Regions from separate parts of the Astyanax mexicanus genome. Here region 2 is linked to region 1. Evidence: chromatin contacts called from public Hi-C data. All regions are on one chromosome and are shown on one strand. Each heading gives the region's core, a stretch centred on a gene start, on an enhancer-like site or on the middle of the called end of the contact. The rest is flanking DNA. Distances are from core to core; before and after follow the strand shown.

Region 1 (4,369 bases), core at 773-3,272:
TTAGACTTAGACCTGGATGGATGGAATGGTTTGTCCTGTAGTTTGGACCAATGGAGGTTAGCTGGTGTTGGTCTTAATTGGTGGCACCTGAAAGCAATTACAAGGACTACTTAAGCTCTCTGGAGATGAGCTGACTGCACTTAAGGATACTTTTATTTACCTTAATTTCTTATATATAAGTATTTTTTTTTTTACTTGGTTAAGAGGTTCTTGCCATTATATGGATTTTTATGTATTAAGCTATTCACTATATACCCACTCTACCTCTTCACAACTTTTGAACTGATGCTCTCAAACACATTAAGAGACAAGAAATTCAAGTAATTAACTCTTGACGAGTTCAGCACAGCTGTTAACTGAAAGCCTGAATTTCAGGTGACTCTACCTCATAAAGCTGATTGAGAAAATCCAGCCAAGTTAGCAAAACTGTCACACCGGACAGAGTTGTCTCCCCAGCCTACCCCTCCACAGACCCCAAGCTCACTTGGGTTGCCAAGCTAAGGACACAGTACCTAAATGGGCAAGTGCAAGAAAAGTTCAATAACTACTGCCAGTGCAAGCAACGTTATAAAGCAGCTCATGTGGATTTTCTATAACTTGTTCTGCAGTTAGCTAGCTAGATTTATGCACCGCTAGCTATGTTAGCTCAAGGTAAGTATGTAATATTGAAAAAAGGTCCCAATGCTCTGAAAATACACATCCTAGAATTGGTGCTATTAGGTTATAGATCCCAATAATATAATAATATTAGTTTAGCTGCCCTCACTGGTGTCAAGTGAAATGAGTGAAGACTGGAAATAAACAGATAAATAGCTAATGCTAGCTATCTGCTTGGAATGGCCATGAGTGAAATGTTTAACTTACCGTTAACTCTGTACTCATGATGTAAGAAATCGTGCAACATATAATCACATTCGTATCTAAATTGAGTTAATATAGAGACTAACTTTATATATCAATTTTCGGCATAGTCATCGCACCAGGGCTGGAGTAGTATTAGCATTAGCCGCTAAACGCTGTTTCCCCGTTCAGAGTTGAGCATTATCAGCCTGTAGCCAGCTTCTAACCCCGGTTAGCACTGCTGGACTAGCATTAGCATTAAATGTTAATCACGCTCGCTATCTCCCTGTTCAAAGGTGAGTATTATCAGCCTGTAGCCTGCTGCTAACTCCGGCTAGCACTGCTAGAGCGGTTAGCCGCTAATGCTAATGCTAATACTCCAGCCTTAGTGCTTTAATTCTGGAATCTAAGCTTACTGTAAATAAATAAAAGCACTTTACTCACCCAAATAAACAGTTTTCAGGAGAGAAATATGTGTAAATTAACATCCACGGTTTGTTTGACTTTTTTTTTTTTTTTTTTTACAGTTTTGTTTACTTATCTTAGCTTTACTTAACTTAGTTAGCTAAGTTACCTACCCCCACCATAATCACCACCCAGTGGTGAGACCTGCTGCATTAGAAGTTCCTTTTAGTGTCTCTTAAAATGCGCCTTATAATCCAGTGCACCTTATGTATGAAAATAAAATGTTCAGAAAATAGGTGTTCATTGATAGTATGCCTTATACTATGGTGCATCCTTAGCTGTAAAAGCTTATTCAGTATGGAGCCTGAATTTGACTCAGTTGAAGCACTGGGGTGTTACCAGTAGAGGGTGTGTAACCACCAGCGAGAGTCACCAGCAGCTCAGAGCTGTGTGGAAACTTACTGACACTGTGCAGGATCAGTTCAGGCCACTGGATCAGCTGCTGATGGCAAATCCAAACTGAGCCTTCTCTTCAGATGTGTTTAAACTCAGTGTAATGCAGAAGAGCTTATATTTATATATATACATATATAGAGCTATAAATGACTCAGCGTGTGCTGTGTGTTTGCAGTGTGGGGCCTCCTCTCTACTCTCACTAATCGTTCTGAATTGAGTTTAATTTCATGGCTAAACGGCCGAAACTTAAACTGACAGGAGTGTCGTATTCCTGTGCCTATTCTTGATTTGTGAGTCATGTTTTTGGACGCAGCCGGGCGGCCGCAGACTGTGGCGGCTGCTGGACAGGCCGTGCGGAGCGGGGCTGTTTTCAGTACGTTCTGCTCAGACTGGATGGCTTATTTTTATATAGTCTGAAACCATACATGTCAGAAATCACATCATCCTTCTGCTTTAATTCTTCCCGTTTTGGGAAACCTCAGTTTGCATCTGGTGACAAATGAGTAGCTCTGGCTTGTGTGGTGTGAGGTCAAAGGTCGTGCTGAAATGTTGTTTTGGTGATTTAAGATGTTAAAAATATTTCTAGGTTTCATCCAGTACCCTCTGGAAATAATGCAGATTCTAAAGATTTACACGGAACAAACACATATTACACAATTACACAAATAGAGTACTGTTAGCTTTCACTATAAAGAAGAAATTTTAGTACTTTTTTTTTTTTTTTTTACAGTATTCTCTTTTATGATGAAGGGTTTTAGCCATGTTTGCAAATCTGCCAGCCTGATCATTCTTTTAAGTGGTTAATAATACATTTTGTTTTTAAAAAGTATGTTTTCTTAAAATTTAAACAAAATTTAATTTAGCTATCCCCTCCCTGAAGACACTTGCTGCATGATCAGCAATTAATAATATTAATTTATTCACTTATTTCACTTAATATTTCTCATATTGTCATGTTCTCATTCTGTTCTGTGTCTCTCCTGTCTGTCTCTGTGTTTTCCTCCATTTCTCCGTCTTAAGTGTTTTCACCTGTGTTCATTTGTAGCTCCACCTCCTTGTTACCTGTCCCCGGGTGTTTCCTGTTACTTGTGTGTGTGTATATATATATATATATATATATATATATATATATATATATACATAGGCGTGGTAGTGGGGGGAAAAGTGGACCTGACTACCCAGGGCCCGAGTAGGAAGAGGGGCCCATGAAAATCCATGTTCCTTGTGTGTTGGCACGGATAGGGGCCCACTGACATTAAGAATGTACAGGGCCCAGAATTTGCTGCTACGCCCCTGTATATATATATATATATATATATATATATATATATATAGTTACTTGGGTTCAATGTCAGTTTTTGTACGTTTTTTTATGTTAGTTCAGGTTGCCTGTGTTTTTATGTATACCCAGTTTCTGTTTCTGTATTGGGTTTATTATTTGTTTTATTTGTTTATAAATACATTTACTCGCATTTTCGCATTGTTGGCACACTTATACGAGGAAAGGCTTGAGCTGTCCATGCTGTTGTGGTAAAATATTGTTATCCATATAATGACTCTGATTAATACACAAACAGTGAAAAAGCTGGGAAAAGGACACAGTATTCTGATAATGAACCTTATATTTTCATTTCTAATTGAGAGTTCTGTAACCCGATGAAAGTTTAAACGATTTGTAATAAATCTGAAAAACAGTAACACGTGTGCTCAGCAGTATTTTGTTGTCTCATTAATGGTGCTGACACACTCTGCTCTTCATTTCTCTGATCAGCTCTCAGCCTTTCAGCCACATTCACAGTGCTGTGGCTTCATAATGAAGACCAGCAATCCACAAGCACACACATACTCATACACTCATATACTAGTGCATCTCAAAAAAAAAAAAGAATATCATTAAAAAGTTACCTTTTTTTTTACTATTTCAGTAATTCAGTCTAAAATGTGAAATTCATATATTGTATAGATGTATTAAACACAGAGTGATCTATTTTAAGGGTTTATTTATTTTATTGTTGATGATTATTATGACTTACAGCCAATGACAACCCCAAAAATCAGTATCTCAGAAAATGTAAATATTATATAGGATCAATTGGTATTTTTGGAAGTGTAAGCAGAGTGCCAATTCCTGCTGGAAAATGAAATCTGCATCTCCATAAAAGTTGTCAGTAGCAGAGGGAAGCATGAAGTTCTGTAAGATTTTGTGGGAAAACAAAACTGCACTGACTTTAGACTTAATAATAAAACACAGTGGATCAATACCAGCAGATGACATGTCTCTCCAAATCATTACTGATCATCAGAAAATTTTGCATTTCATTTCAAATTGTTCTGTATAGCAGAGAAAACACTGGTAGGACTGGGAGTCACTAGTTTAACTGGTTAAATAAATACAGGTGTGTTATAAACCTGATGAAGATTGCTGGTGTTTTAGTTTTCCTGAAATCAGATCATAAAGATCTCAGAAGCTTATTTTAGCTAATTTCAGAATATTAACCTCAGAAATATGTTTATTTAATCTGATCTGTAGATGGGATAGAGCTGTAAATAAGGAGGAATAAGGATCGTCCCAGAGCTGGGTGTTTATTCTGGTGAACTGCAGGCCGGTTTCCCCTGATTACACTCCCTAATGGCTCATGAACTGCAGCTGCAGGTGGCCAGTGTAAAT
Region 2 (4,369 bases), core at 801-3,300, 180 kb after region 1:
TTAGCCTCACAGTCAGTGTGCTGTATGCATGTGATCTTTGTTAGTGGGATAAAAGTGGGTGTGCTCTCTCAGAGTGAGTATTAAAACTGACATGCTGTCTGGGACAGGAAGAGCAGGTAGTGTGTGTGTTTGTGTGTGTGTGATGAGCTGCTTTATTTCAGGGCACACAGTGCTATGCAGACAGCACTGCTCTCTGTGACAGGTAATTGTCTCTGGGACAATGAGGAGTAATCTGTTGTCTGGCAACGCTCCACTGTCTGCACAACGATGCTACAACAATTAGCGCCGCTGTTCAAATGAACTGGTGGAGCATCGCCACCATATGTCACCAGGAGCGGAGTGTTAGCACTGATATTACAGCTGTCCCAGAGTATTATGGAAATCAATGTCAGTGGGAATTGTTCATTTCCAGCAGGATTAAGAGAATGAAGATGTGAAGAGGATGACAGAATAGCACAGCATGCTTATTACGCAGTGTTAGTAGTTGTCAGTAGTTGGCGGTTAGGTAAACTCAGAACTCGAGGAGGACGTGTGGGTAATGATGTCAGATATAGAGGAGAGCTCTTCAGTGTAATGAAGACCCACTGCTGATTTATTAATCCACAACAGAAATTCAGATCCTCACTCTTACAACCTACACATTAGTTTCATAGGAGATACTAAATAATTCAAAATCCTAACTAAATTATTTAGAGTAGATACTGAATATTTCATATTGCTTACTGAATCATTTAGAGTAGATACTGAATAATTAATAATGCTTTCTGAATCATTTAGAGTAGATATTGAATAATTCATAATGCATACTGAATCATTTAGACTTAATATTGCTTTCTGAATCATTTAGAGTAGATATTGAATAACTCATCATGTGTACTGAATCATTTAGAGTAGATACTAAATAATTCATAATGTTTAATGAATTATTTCTAATAATCATCTAGAGTAGATACTGAATAATTCATAGTGCATACTGAACCAATTAGAATTCATATTGCTTACTGAATCATTTAGAATAGATACTGAATAATTCATATTGCTTACTGAATCATTTATAGTAGATACTGAATAATTAATAATGGTTTCTGAATCATTTAGAGTAGATACTGAATAATTCATATTGCGTACTGAATAATTAGTAGTAAATACTGAATAATTAATAATGGTTTCTGAATCATTTTGAGTAGATACTGAATAATTAATAATGCTTATTGAGTCATTTAGAATTCATAATAGTTTCTGAATCATGTAGAATTCACAATGGTTTCTAAATTATCTAGAGTAGATACTGACAAATTCATAATGCTTTCTAATTAACTTTTAGTGCATACTGACTTTGTTCATAATACGTACTGAATCAAATTGAGTAGATACTGGATAATCCATGTCCTTACTACATATTTAATTGTAGTTACTGTAGTAACTCTTAGTGGCTACTGAATTTATTTTTAGATCATAAATAATTCATACAGGTTACTTTTCCTAGTGGTAAACTGAAATAACGTCTATTATTCAGTTACTGAATAATTTTGAATGACTAAATAAATAAAGAAATAGATACTGAATAATTCATAGTGGTTACTGAATGCTAAATAAATCATAGTACATACTGACTAACTCATAATAATCACCCCTTACAATTTGTAGTGGCTATTAAACAATTCATGGTGGATACTTAACAATTCATAGTGGATTCTGAATAATTTGTAATAGATACTAAAAAAATCACAAGAGTTGCTGAATAATTCATAGCGGATACAAAATAGTTCCTAGTAGATTTTTAAAAAGACATAAACAAACAGCTCAGTCTAGAAAAGCATATATCTATTAATATATACAAGCAAAGTATTCAGTATTATTGTATTTGTATTATTAATACCCTGTATCTGTTTTCAGGGATCTCCCGGAGTCCGCACCCATCCTCGTCGCTGCATTTTTCAACTACCCCCATCCTGCCCCAGTCCACCTCCACCTACTTCCCCCACACGGCCATCCGCTACCCGCCCCACCTCAGCACACAAGACCCGCTCAAGGACCTGGTCTCTCTGGCCTGCGACCCGTCCAATCAACAGCCCAGCCCGGTAAGCCTGCTCCTCCAACGGCACGCTCTCCTCTTATCACTCCTAATGTGAGGTTGGTCAGCACAGCACAGGCGTCTGTTAGCTGACGTATCAGAGCTGAGAGTCTGACGCTTTCCTCCGAGAGCGTTAGCTAACCAGTGATGCTGCATCAGCAGCAGTTAGAAAAAAGGCAGGACTAGACCTGTCACAGTAACTGTTTTTATTTGGATGATATACAGTGGCTTGCAAAAGTATTCATACCCCTTGAACTTTTCCATATTTCGTCACAAGACAGCCACAAAGATAAATTGTCACATTCTGGTCCTCCTGTCTTTTTATTTTTCCTTATGTTCCTGCACTTTCTCTGAGTTTTCTCCATGTCTCTGTCTGAGTGTTCTCACCTGTGTTCCCCCATGTGATTGTATCTGTAGCTCCGCCCCCTTGTTACCTGTTTCCCCAGGTGTCTTCCATTTCCGTTTACCTCCTTGTGTATAATATACCTCAGCGTTTCCTGTTTTCTTGTTGTTTTTTTTGTGTTTATTTGTTTATTTCGTTCTCTGTTTGTTGGTTTTGTATGTCTAAAAAACACAACCGTGACAGAAATATATTTAAGTGGAATTTAATGTGAGCAGTTTTCACAATTTTCAGTTTTTTATTTGTAAAAAAGGTTAAGAATCATGCATAATTTTCTTTCTTCATTTTGTGTTGGTCTTTCACATTAAATTCCAATTAAATATATATATAGGTTTGTGGTTGTAACGTGACAAAATATGAAAAAAATTCAAGGGGTATGAACACTTTTGCAAGCCACTGTATCGTCCTAGTAATAATTGCAATATCTTGTAATTTTAAGACCCTTTTATGCTAATGATATAATAATAATGCAATAGCATTATATACATGTACATACTTAAAAACAACAATGAACCATTTAAATTATTGAAGCCATCTACTTACAGTATATATATTTAATCAGTAATACCCAATAATGGCAGTGACAATATTACATCTTGTAGCACAAACCTTGAGTGTATTATCGTGATTAAATCACAGTTCCATTATCACTGTTTATTAAAGATTTTAAAATAAAGAGGACAAGAAAATAATATGATGTTCGGTTATAAACACTCTGCAAGCTAAAACAGTTCCATTACTGGTTTGTTTGTAGCTGCGCTGTTTGGCTTGTAAGTGCTGCATCGTTGCTAGGTTACCTATATGTGACGGAGTAATACATGGAGAGCTTCAGTTACAGTGCATTACCGGCTGATAATGGCACTCATAGAACGCGTATCGACCAATCACATTTAACACACACAGAAACCTACACACATACCCTACTGTGTGACAGTGTCAGTGTATATTACAAAGGTACATAGTGTAGTACAGCATAAAATATATATAATATGGTACAGCATGGTAACACAGTATTGTATAATATAGAGCAGTAAAATAGTTTTAGATTGTATAGTATACCAGCACATGCTCTTGAAGGTTTAATATGTAAATATTTATTAAATGTACATTTAAAAAAACAGAAGAAATGGTTGCAACACAGTTCCTACCAAAACACATCCAGCAGTTTTGATTAATTCATTTAACACCAAATAAGGTTTATATAAACCCTTATATGGCGTCACATCAATGTCAAAAGTCGGGGCCGCAAAAATGCCAGGTGAGAAAAATTAACCAGCATGTTTTAACATTCTGTCTGTGTAAATTAACGTCTTGTGAGCGCAAATGTGAAGCTCACAAGCAAAAAAAGGGAATTGTGTGCGCGCTGGACAAAATATTGCTCTCGAGCTTCATTTTCCTCCTCCCAGTTGTTTAATTTTCCTCTCGATATCACGCTTTTGCGCTCGAGTTTTGAAAGGGGTGGTTTTGACAGTTTGTGGGGCAGAGTCAGTGAATGCTATTGGCTGATATCTCCAGGGTTTGTGACGGACCGCCTACCTCCAAGAGCAGAAGGAAGGCGGAGAAACAAGGACAGCAGAAGAGTTAGCTAACTGGCTATGCTAACATCCAAACAACCCGCTCTCCGGCGCTGTTAACCCGGGTTTAGTGCCTGGAGCCAGTCAAAAAGCTGAACAAAAGAGCCAGTCACTCCAGTCACTAAACAAGAGGCGTTTACTCCGGGCGCTGAAAGAGAGAGTCGGGCACTAAACCTGGGCAGACAGCCCCGGGGGGGGGGGCGGTTGTTTGCATGTTAGCATAGCCATCTAGCTAACTCTCCTGTTGTCCTTCTTTCTCCGCTCTCCTCCGGCTCTTGGAGGTAGGAGGTCTGTCACAAACTGTGAAGATATCAGCCAATA

Evidence for each region. A called contact is a pair of places that touch in the nucleus more often than the background predicts.
Region 2: a Hi-C map of muscle shows a contact between it and region 1, with 14 times the contacts expected there. The contact joins two enhancer-like sites. A contact is called at or near these places in 2 of 3 Hi-C or Micro-C datasets (both in muscle).

What each region holds. Positions count from the first base shown.
Region 1 is chr12:6,232,424-6,236,792 of AstMex3_surface, forward strand. All of the region lies in intron 2 of LOC111192612 (a long non-coding RNA gene), which reads right to left. Among protein-coding and RNA genes, the nearest start is that of LOC111192612, 5.2 kb to the right of the region's middle. Within about 2 kb of position 2,023, the one cell type or tissue checked has an H3K27ac peak away from gene starts, as active enhancers do.
Region 2 is chr12:6,408,546-6,412,914 of AstMex3_surface, forward strand. nfic (nuclear factor I/C) reads left to right here. Exons shown (of 11, transcript XM_022670218.2): 8 at 1,897-2,081. Among protein-coding and RNA genes, the nearest start is that of smim24, 47 kb to the right of the region's middle. Within about 2 kb of position 2,051, the one cell type or tissue checked has an H3K27ac peak away from gene starts, as active enhancers do.